Regions from separate parts of the Pan troglodytes genome. Here region 1 is linked to region 2. A link is a contact called in public Hi-C data. All regions are on one chromosome and are shown on one strand. The core of a region is the stretch at or near the end of the contact, and the rest is flanking DNA. Distances in the headings are between cores, read along the strand shown. Region 1 has its middle 17 kb from the start of RAB11FIP1. Region 2 holds the start of BRF2 (BRF2 RNA polymerase III transcription initiation factor subunit).

Region 1 (3,647 bases), core at 730-3,229, 66 kb before region 2:
GTGTTCCCAAGACCCAGGTAGCCTGGATGACACCTTCAGTACCTTCCCGGGAGGTCTCTCACAGAGCTGCAGCAGCAGAAAAACAGACCTCAACTCTTTCCCCTTTTCCTGCCTTCCCTTTGTCAGGAGGTGCCAGGAGAAGGAAATAATAACTGCTCTAAGGGGGTCAGGGAGAGAAAGGAACAAAATCAGGCTGGGCGAGGTGGTTCACGCCTGTAATCCCAGCACTTTGGGAAGCCGAAAGGGGTGGATCACTTGAGTCCAGGAGCTTCAGATCAGTCTGGCCAACATGGTGAAACACTGTCTCTACTAAAAATACAAAAATTAGCCAGGCGTGGCAGTGTGCCCCTGTAAACCCAAATACTCGGGAGGCTGAGACATGAGAATTGCTTGAACCCCACTGCTCTCCAGCTTGGGCGATAGAGCAAGACTCCGTCTCAAAAAAAAAAAAAAAAAAAAAATTTCAGCCAGTACTTAAAGTCAGTCTGTGAGCAGTGAGAAATGACTAAGTGCACAGGAGCATGTTTTGTGAGCTTCACAAAGATTCATGGTATCAATGAAAGATATATGGTGACCAAGAAGAACTCTGTGGATTGCAGCAGAAATAGAGGTTGGAATGGGAGAAGGGGGAGAATGGCCTAGAAATGTTACTGGGGCTAAGAGGAAAAGAGCTCTGGAGATTGGTTACACAACAATGTCAGTGTACGTAACACTACTGAACTTAAATGTAAGACACTTAAATGCTAAGACAAAATCTCACTGCCACCCAGGCTGGAGTGCAGTGGCACGTTCATGGCTTACTGCATCCTCGACCTCCTGGGGTGAGCCCAGGCCAAGCTAATTTTTAAATTTTTTTTAGAGGCGAGGTCTTGTTATGTTGCCTAGGCTGGTCTCGAACTCCTGGCCTCAAGTGATCCTCTTGCCTTGGTCTCTCAAAGTGCTGGGATTACAGGCGTGAGCCACTGTGCCTGGCCTTCACCATAATTTTTAGTTACTGGCCATCATATCCTCCATGAGAATGTTTAGGGTCTACCCTACCAGACCCTGGGCAGTTACCCATCCCTACCTTCTAGAAAGTGCAGAAGCTCAATGACAGACTTTGGTCTAGGGCCTGTTTTGTCAATGGTAAGTTAATGATGGTGGGATCATTGATGGTGCCAGTGCTGGAATTAGTGTAAAGCTATAGAAAATGGGTAAGTTTAATTGAAAGGCCGGGCACAGTGGCTCATGCCTGTAATTCCAGAACTTTGGGAGGCTGAGGTCAGGAGTTTGAGACCAGCCTGGCCAACATAGTGAAACACTGTCTCTACTAAATATACAAAAATTAGCTGGGAGTGGTGGGATGCGCCTGTAATCCCAGCTACTCGGGAGGCTGAGGCAGGCGAATTGCTTTGAATCCAGGAGGCGGAGGTTGCAGTGAGCATTGTGCCACTGCACTCCAGCCTGGGCAGCAGAGTGAGACTTGTCTCAAAAAAAAAAAAAAAAAAAAGAAAGAAAAGAAAGAAAAGAAAAGAAAGAAAAAGAAAAAAAAAGTGAGTTTAATTGGAAGGGTGGGAGGAGGGAGCACAAAGCTGGCCTGCAGGTGTATCCTGCCCTCTGCCTTTCAGGAGAGTCTCACGGCGCACCCTAATCGGGAACCTGGAAGGTTCACATGTGCATTGCTACTTTCCAGTTGCATGACTTCTGAGGCAGCAGATGGTGCTGTTTAGCAAACCTGGGCGCCAAGAACAAGAAACCTGAGCTTTTAACTTGAGAGGTCAGCCCCTGCACCCGGGTAACTCTCCCTTCCATCTGCCAGGGCAGAGGAAGGTATGGAAGGTGGGAGTCTTCTTCCTCTTTAAGCTCCTTAGAGCTCCTCTGCTGGCCCCAGGGAGGAGGGAGGGCTGAGATCTGTTTTCATGTGTGTTTCCCACGTGTGTTGGTATCCCAAACGTCTCTGGAATGCGGCTCAGGTGCAGCCTTTCCGGGAGGGGTGAGGAAGTTCGAAGGCATCCTCACACACCCCTCCATCGGCTGGGCTGACTCACCCACTCCTCAGCTCAGGGTAGCTTCAACAGCTTTATGAGCTCCTCCTGACCCTAGGATTACCTCCTTTCCTTAGGAAGCTGGAATTGCTCTCAGGTTTCTGGGGCTCCACAGTAAAACAGACAAAACACTTGAAAAACCTCTCCTTACGTGCATTTTTAAATTTCATATTTTTATCCAGTGAACTACACAGGTTCCAGAACTATGGTGCTTTCTGTGTGGGTTAGAGCGTGGGATTAGGGAGGAGGTCTCCTTCTACCCTGGGGATCAGTATTTGATTGTTTCACTGGGCTTTGCCCCCAACAATGCTAGGATTCTGGGATGTGAGAACACAACACTGGTTTGGCAGCTTCAGCAAGTTTTAAAAAGCCCTGCACTCCAAAGCCTGTGGAACCTCACTGCACGCTGGTGTTCACTCTTAGCATACCTCTGTGTCCCTACCCTTGTTTTCCCTTGGCCTCACCTTTCTCATGGTGTTCTAATTTATGTTGTTTAACTTCATTTATGTGGTGTTGTAAACAACCTTAAATCTTTTTTGAAACAGGACAGGGTACAAATAAATAGAAAAACACAGCTCTAAAAGGTTAGATGTTTTGATATTTGCTGAACCTTGTGCTGATGTAAGAAAATTACTACATCCCTCAGGGACTATAATATCTAGAAGCCTCCAAGACTGGTGGGAGAGAGATGAACTCCTTATGGGAAAAGGCAGCAGAATCAGATAGCCATGACTTTGGGCCCCTGGGATTCCTGATGTCTCCCCTGGGCATTTTTCTAGGGTTGCTGCTGTTACCACCAAGTTTTCCGGTGGGGTGGAGTGGGATGTTTTAACCATCTTGTCATTATGGACTCATGAACTTTCCCTTGATGCTTTAGAAGCAGAGCTGCTAAAGCTCTAAACTCATAAGACTGAAACTTTATTTATTATTATTATTTAGAGATAGGGCTTGCTCTGTCCCCCAGACTGGAATGCAGTAGCATAATCATAGCTCATTGCAGCCTCCAAATCTTCAGTTCAAGCGATCCTCCTCCCGAGTACGTGGGACCACAGGCATGTGCCACCATGCCTGGCTAATTTTTAAATTTTTTTTGTAGAGATGGGATCTCGTTGTGTTGCCCAGGCTGATCTCAAACTCCTGAGCTCAACTGATCCTCTTGCCTCGGCCTCCCAAAATGCTAAGATTACCGGCGTGCGCCACTGTGGCTAGCTAGTTGATTCTAAAATACATATGAAAATGCAAAACTCCAGGTGGGGCGCAGTGGCTCATGCCTGCAATCCCAGAACTTTGGGAGTCTGAGGAGGCTGGATCGCTTGAACGCAGAAGTTTGAGACCAGCCTGGGTAATGTGGTGAAACTCTGTCTCTACCAAAAATACAAAAGATTAGCTGGGCGCGGTGGCACTCACCTGTAGTCCCAGCTACTCGGGAGGCTGAGACAGGGGGATTGCTTGAGTCCTGGAGGATGAGGTTGCAGTGAGCCGAGATTGTGCCACTTTACCCTGGACTGGGTGACAGAATGAGACCCTGTCTCAAAAAAAAAAAAAAAAAAAAAAAAGAAAGAAAGAAAAAAGAAAAAAATGAAAAAAAGAAATGCAGAGGTCTAAGAATAGCTGGTAAATCTT
Region 2 (3,840 bases), core at 1,113-3,612:
CCTTAGCCTCCCAAGTAGCTGGGACTACAAGTGCACACCACTATACCCTGCTATTTGTTTTGAGAGGGGCTGCGGTCTCACTATGTTGCCCAGGACAGTCTCGAACTCCTGGCCTCAAGCTGTCTTCCCACATCAGACTCCCAAAGTGTTAGGGTTACAGTCATGAGCCACGTGCCTGGCCCATTTGGTGCTTTGGATAGGCCCACCTAGGACAGGAATTCACGGGAGTTGAACTCCTCTTTACTGAATGCCAGCCCTCACTTTAGGAGGTACTCCTGGGGACACAAGGATGAGAAAGCCAGCTTCTTCCCATAGAGACTTCCATCCAAAGAGATAGTCAAACAACGAACTAGAATGTACACAGCCAATCGAGGGAGGAAAAGGACTGCATTCAGGTGCCAGATCCTCCTCTTCCTCAGTGCCTTCCTCTACTCTCCCCTCTACAAAGAACTCTGGCCTCAATGTCAGCATTATACATCTGGACCACAGCTGGGCTGCTGTTCAATGGCCTCCCCATGACTAGCTTTCTGCTCTGGCCAAGCCTACCCTGGGCACTCGGGGCATCTGTTAAAAAGATAATCACTGCCAGGCATGGTGGCTCATGCCTGTAATCCCAGCACTTTGGGAGGCCGAGTTGGGCAGATCACCTGAGGTCAGAAGTTTGAGACCAGCCTGGCCAACACGGTGAAATCCCGTCTCTACTAAAAATACAAAAACTAGCCAGGCATGGTGGTGGGCGCGTGTGGTCCTAGCTACTTGGGAGGCTGAGGCAGAAGAATTGCTTGAACCCGGGAAGTGGAGGCTGCAGTGAGCTGAGACTGTGCCACTGCACTTCAGCCTGGGCGACAGAGTGAGACTCCTCTCAAAATAAATAAATAAATAAAATAAAAAAATAAGATAATCACTACCAGGAATGATAACTCTTAGAAGAATTGGGAGCAGTGGAGAGGGCACCGAGATGATTTCCACGTCTGTCCAGATTTCCTGGAGCAAGGCAAATACATTTCCCAAATAAATGGACTTCTTCCTGAGAAAGTGGAGAACCCCAAACTTACACATCTTAGTAGAGGGCGCCATCTTCTGGCCTGGACCCTGCCCCCTCCCAGCCTGTGTGTGCCCGAGGACCAGGCTCTCCTAGGCTCCCAGTAAGTACATCATGTGTGACTGGGAAAGACAACCAGCTTTCTCCTTCCGTGGCTGGCTGCAGGATCATAAAACTGCTTTTCCACTTTACAATCAATCAGGTTGGGTCAGGCAGGATTTCAAGGCTTCTGTCCTAGGTAGATGGGCTCTGTAAAGTCCCGCTTAAAAAAAAAGTGAAGGTAGGTTCAAGATCTGCACACAACTGGGGATGAGGGGAGTCTGATGCTCTGCTGTGTGATCATGCAACGAACTGTTCCCAGTGCAAGTTATGTCGCTTTCAGGGACACTTTCTTCATCCAAATAAGAATGTCAACCACACTAAAACTAATGGATGTCTCTGAGTGGTGTGTGTGTGCGGGTGCGCATGTGCAAATGTATCTTAATATTTAACTGTCAGACAGCCAGAAATAAGCTCTCATCCTGTATCTCACGCTAGTGGGGAGGTCTAGAAAAGGCGGGGGGGGGGGGGGGGGGCTTGGACTGCCGGATCCCACCCACGATTAATGTGCTGAAGCCCCCTTCTGTTATGATACTAAAGTAATTCAAATTGAAGAGAAAGGACCGTTGGATATTATTGTGTCTCTTGGCCCTCCAATGTGAGCAATCCCCATGGGAATGGATGGGATGTCTCTGAAAAGGAGTAGTGATTCTAACACTCTGAGAAAGCAGTCTCTTAGGGAAGGGATGGTGTCTTTAGGTTTGGATATCACGTGTAAAAACTGGGTGTGGAAAAGAAGGGAGTGACACTTCTTAAAGGTATGTTTTATTTTGTTTGAGATGGAGTCTCGCTCTGCCACCCAGGCTGGAGTGCAGTGGCGCGATCTTGGCTCACTGCGCCTCCTGCGCCTCCTGGGTTCAAGCGATTCTCCTGCCTCAGCCTCCCGAGTAGCTGCGATTAGAGACGTGCACCACCACGCCCAGCTAATTTTTGTGTATTTTTAGTAGAGACGGGATTTCACCATGTTGCCCAGGCTGGTCTCAAACTCCCGAGCTCAGGTGATCCACCTGCCTCGGCCTTCCAAAGTGCTGGGATTACAGGCGTGAGCCACCACGCCCAGATAGCTCAAGGTTTTTTAAAAAACATCTGAATCTGCGTGCTTGCGCCGCTCCAGGTCTCCATCACTCCATATTCTTTCACTCCAAACTCCTTTAGACATTCCTGCCTGGCCTCCAAAAGCATTTGGGTTTGCCTCTCTGGATTTTTTTTCAACTTCCTCATTTTACAGTTGAGAAAAACAGGAGGTAAAGAGAGGAAGGAATCTGCTTTAGGAAGCAGCTCTGGAAAGCAGAACACAGTTTCCTGCTCCCGCTCTCTCTCCACTACTCTCCCTTTAAAAAATATACTTTCTTCTATGGCCAATTAAACATTCATTACCAACCTGCGATTCCCTTAGGACTTTAAAAGGAGGGTTGTTCAGGGGTGACAACAATCTTCTGTCTGTTATACGTGTCCATGTAGGCAAAAACTTTCCCAAATTCAACCCCAGTCTAGGTCCCAAAAACTAACTACAGAGTGCAGGGAAACCAGACAGCTACAGTTCACACCAGGAACCTCCTCTCCTAGCTCACGTTTCTACCCGAGCCCGCGGAGGAACAGACCGGAAGTGGCGCGCAGCCTCCCAGCGGAGGGAACCGCCTATGCCGCCGTCGCGCTGGCCGGAAGACGGGGGTGCAACCCTTTGAAGTGTCCCCTCCTACTTCTTGCTGCCTCACGGTTGCTGTTGCAGACCCAGGAGTCTCTGAAGGCTTCCGCGGCTTTGGGGCCGGTTGTGAGATGCCAGGCAGAGGCCGCTGCCCCGACTGCGGCTCCACGGAGCTGGTGGAAGACTCGCACTATTCGCAGAGCCAGCTGGTGTGCTCCGACTGCGGCTGCGTGGTCACCGAGGGGGTCCTTACCACTACCTTCAGCGACGAGGGCAATCTCCGAGGTACTTGTGGCCCTGGGGACAGCCTGGGGCGGTGGAGGGATTAACATCAGATTCCTTTTGTCTCCCCGCTCCCCCCATACTCCTAACTGTAACGCACACACTTAATTTGAGAGAAAATGACCTAAAGTGAGCGAGGGAGCTGAAGGAGATGGGGGCTGCCATTCATCTGTGTTTTCCCAGCACTTAGTATCGGGCATAGATGGTGCGTGTAATAAATATTGAATAAGTGAGACAGAAACAAAGTTCCACTCATCTTGCCATGTCTGATCATTGTGGAAGGATTGCCGATATGATTATAGCAGGTATTATTACCCTGAAATAGTTTTAAGCACAAACTGGCAAAACATCACTTTTCTTTGCTTTCCAAGTTTCTGACCAGTGCAGCCCTCAAAATCTGCAGCCATTGTCTGGGTGGGGTGGCTTACGCCTGTAATCTCAGTGCTTTGGGAGGCAGAGCCGAGAGGATTGCTTGAGCCGAGGATCTCGAGACCAGCCTTGGTAACGTAACGAGACAAGTGCCTAAAAAAAATTTTTTTTAATTAGCCAGGTATGGTGGCATACACCTGTAATCCCAGCTACCCAGGAGTCTGAGGTAGGAGGATTGCTTGAGCCTGGAAGTTGAAGGCTGCCGTGAGCTGTGATCGCACCACTGCGCTCCAGCCTGGACTATAGAGGGAAACTCCTTAAACAAACAACAACAAAATCTGCTGCTAGGAAAATTGCCTGTATGGAATGTACTGGAAGGATGACTGGAAATTTGGAACACTTG

What was found. Hi-C and Micro-C count contacts between places; a contact is called where the count stands out from the background.
Region 1: a contact with region 2 is called in a Hi-C map of stem cell-derived neural progenitor cells, with 5 times the contacts expected there. The contact joins the enhancer-like site here to the promoter of BRF2 in region 2. A contact is called at or near these places in 5 of 7 Hi-C or Micro-C datasets (blood, induced pluripotent stem cells, a lymphoblastoid cell line and 1 more) and 1 of 1 other capture datasets (stem cell-derived neural stem cells).

Annotation. Positions count from the first base shown.
Region 1 is chr7:46,313,738-46,317,384 of NHGRI_mPanTro3-v2.0_pri, reverse strand. No RefSeq gene overlaps it. Among named protein-coding and RNA genes, the nearest start is that of RAB11FIP1, 17 kb to the right of the region's middle. Within about 2 kb of position 1,979, at least 6 of the 24 cell types and tissues checked have an H3K27ac peak or open chromatin away from gene starts, as enhancers often do. A contact at or near this core is called in induced pluripotent stem cells, a lymphoblastoid cell line, stem cell-derived neural progenitor cells and 1 more, where this site is marked.
Region 2 is chr7:46,248,186-46,252,025 of NHGRI_mPanTro3-v2.0_pri, reverse strand. It overlaps BRF2 (BRF2 RNA polymerase III transcription initiation factor subunit), which reads left to right and starts at 2,362. Exons shown (of 4, transcript XM_001169914.7): 1 at 2,362-3,071. The coding sequence starts at 2,918.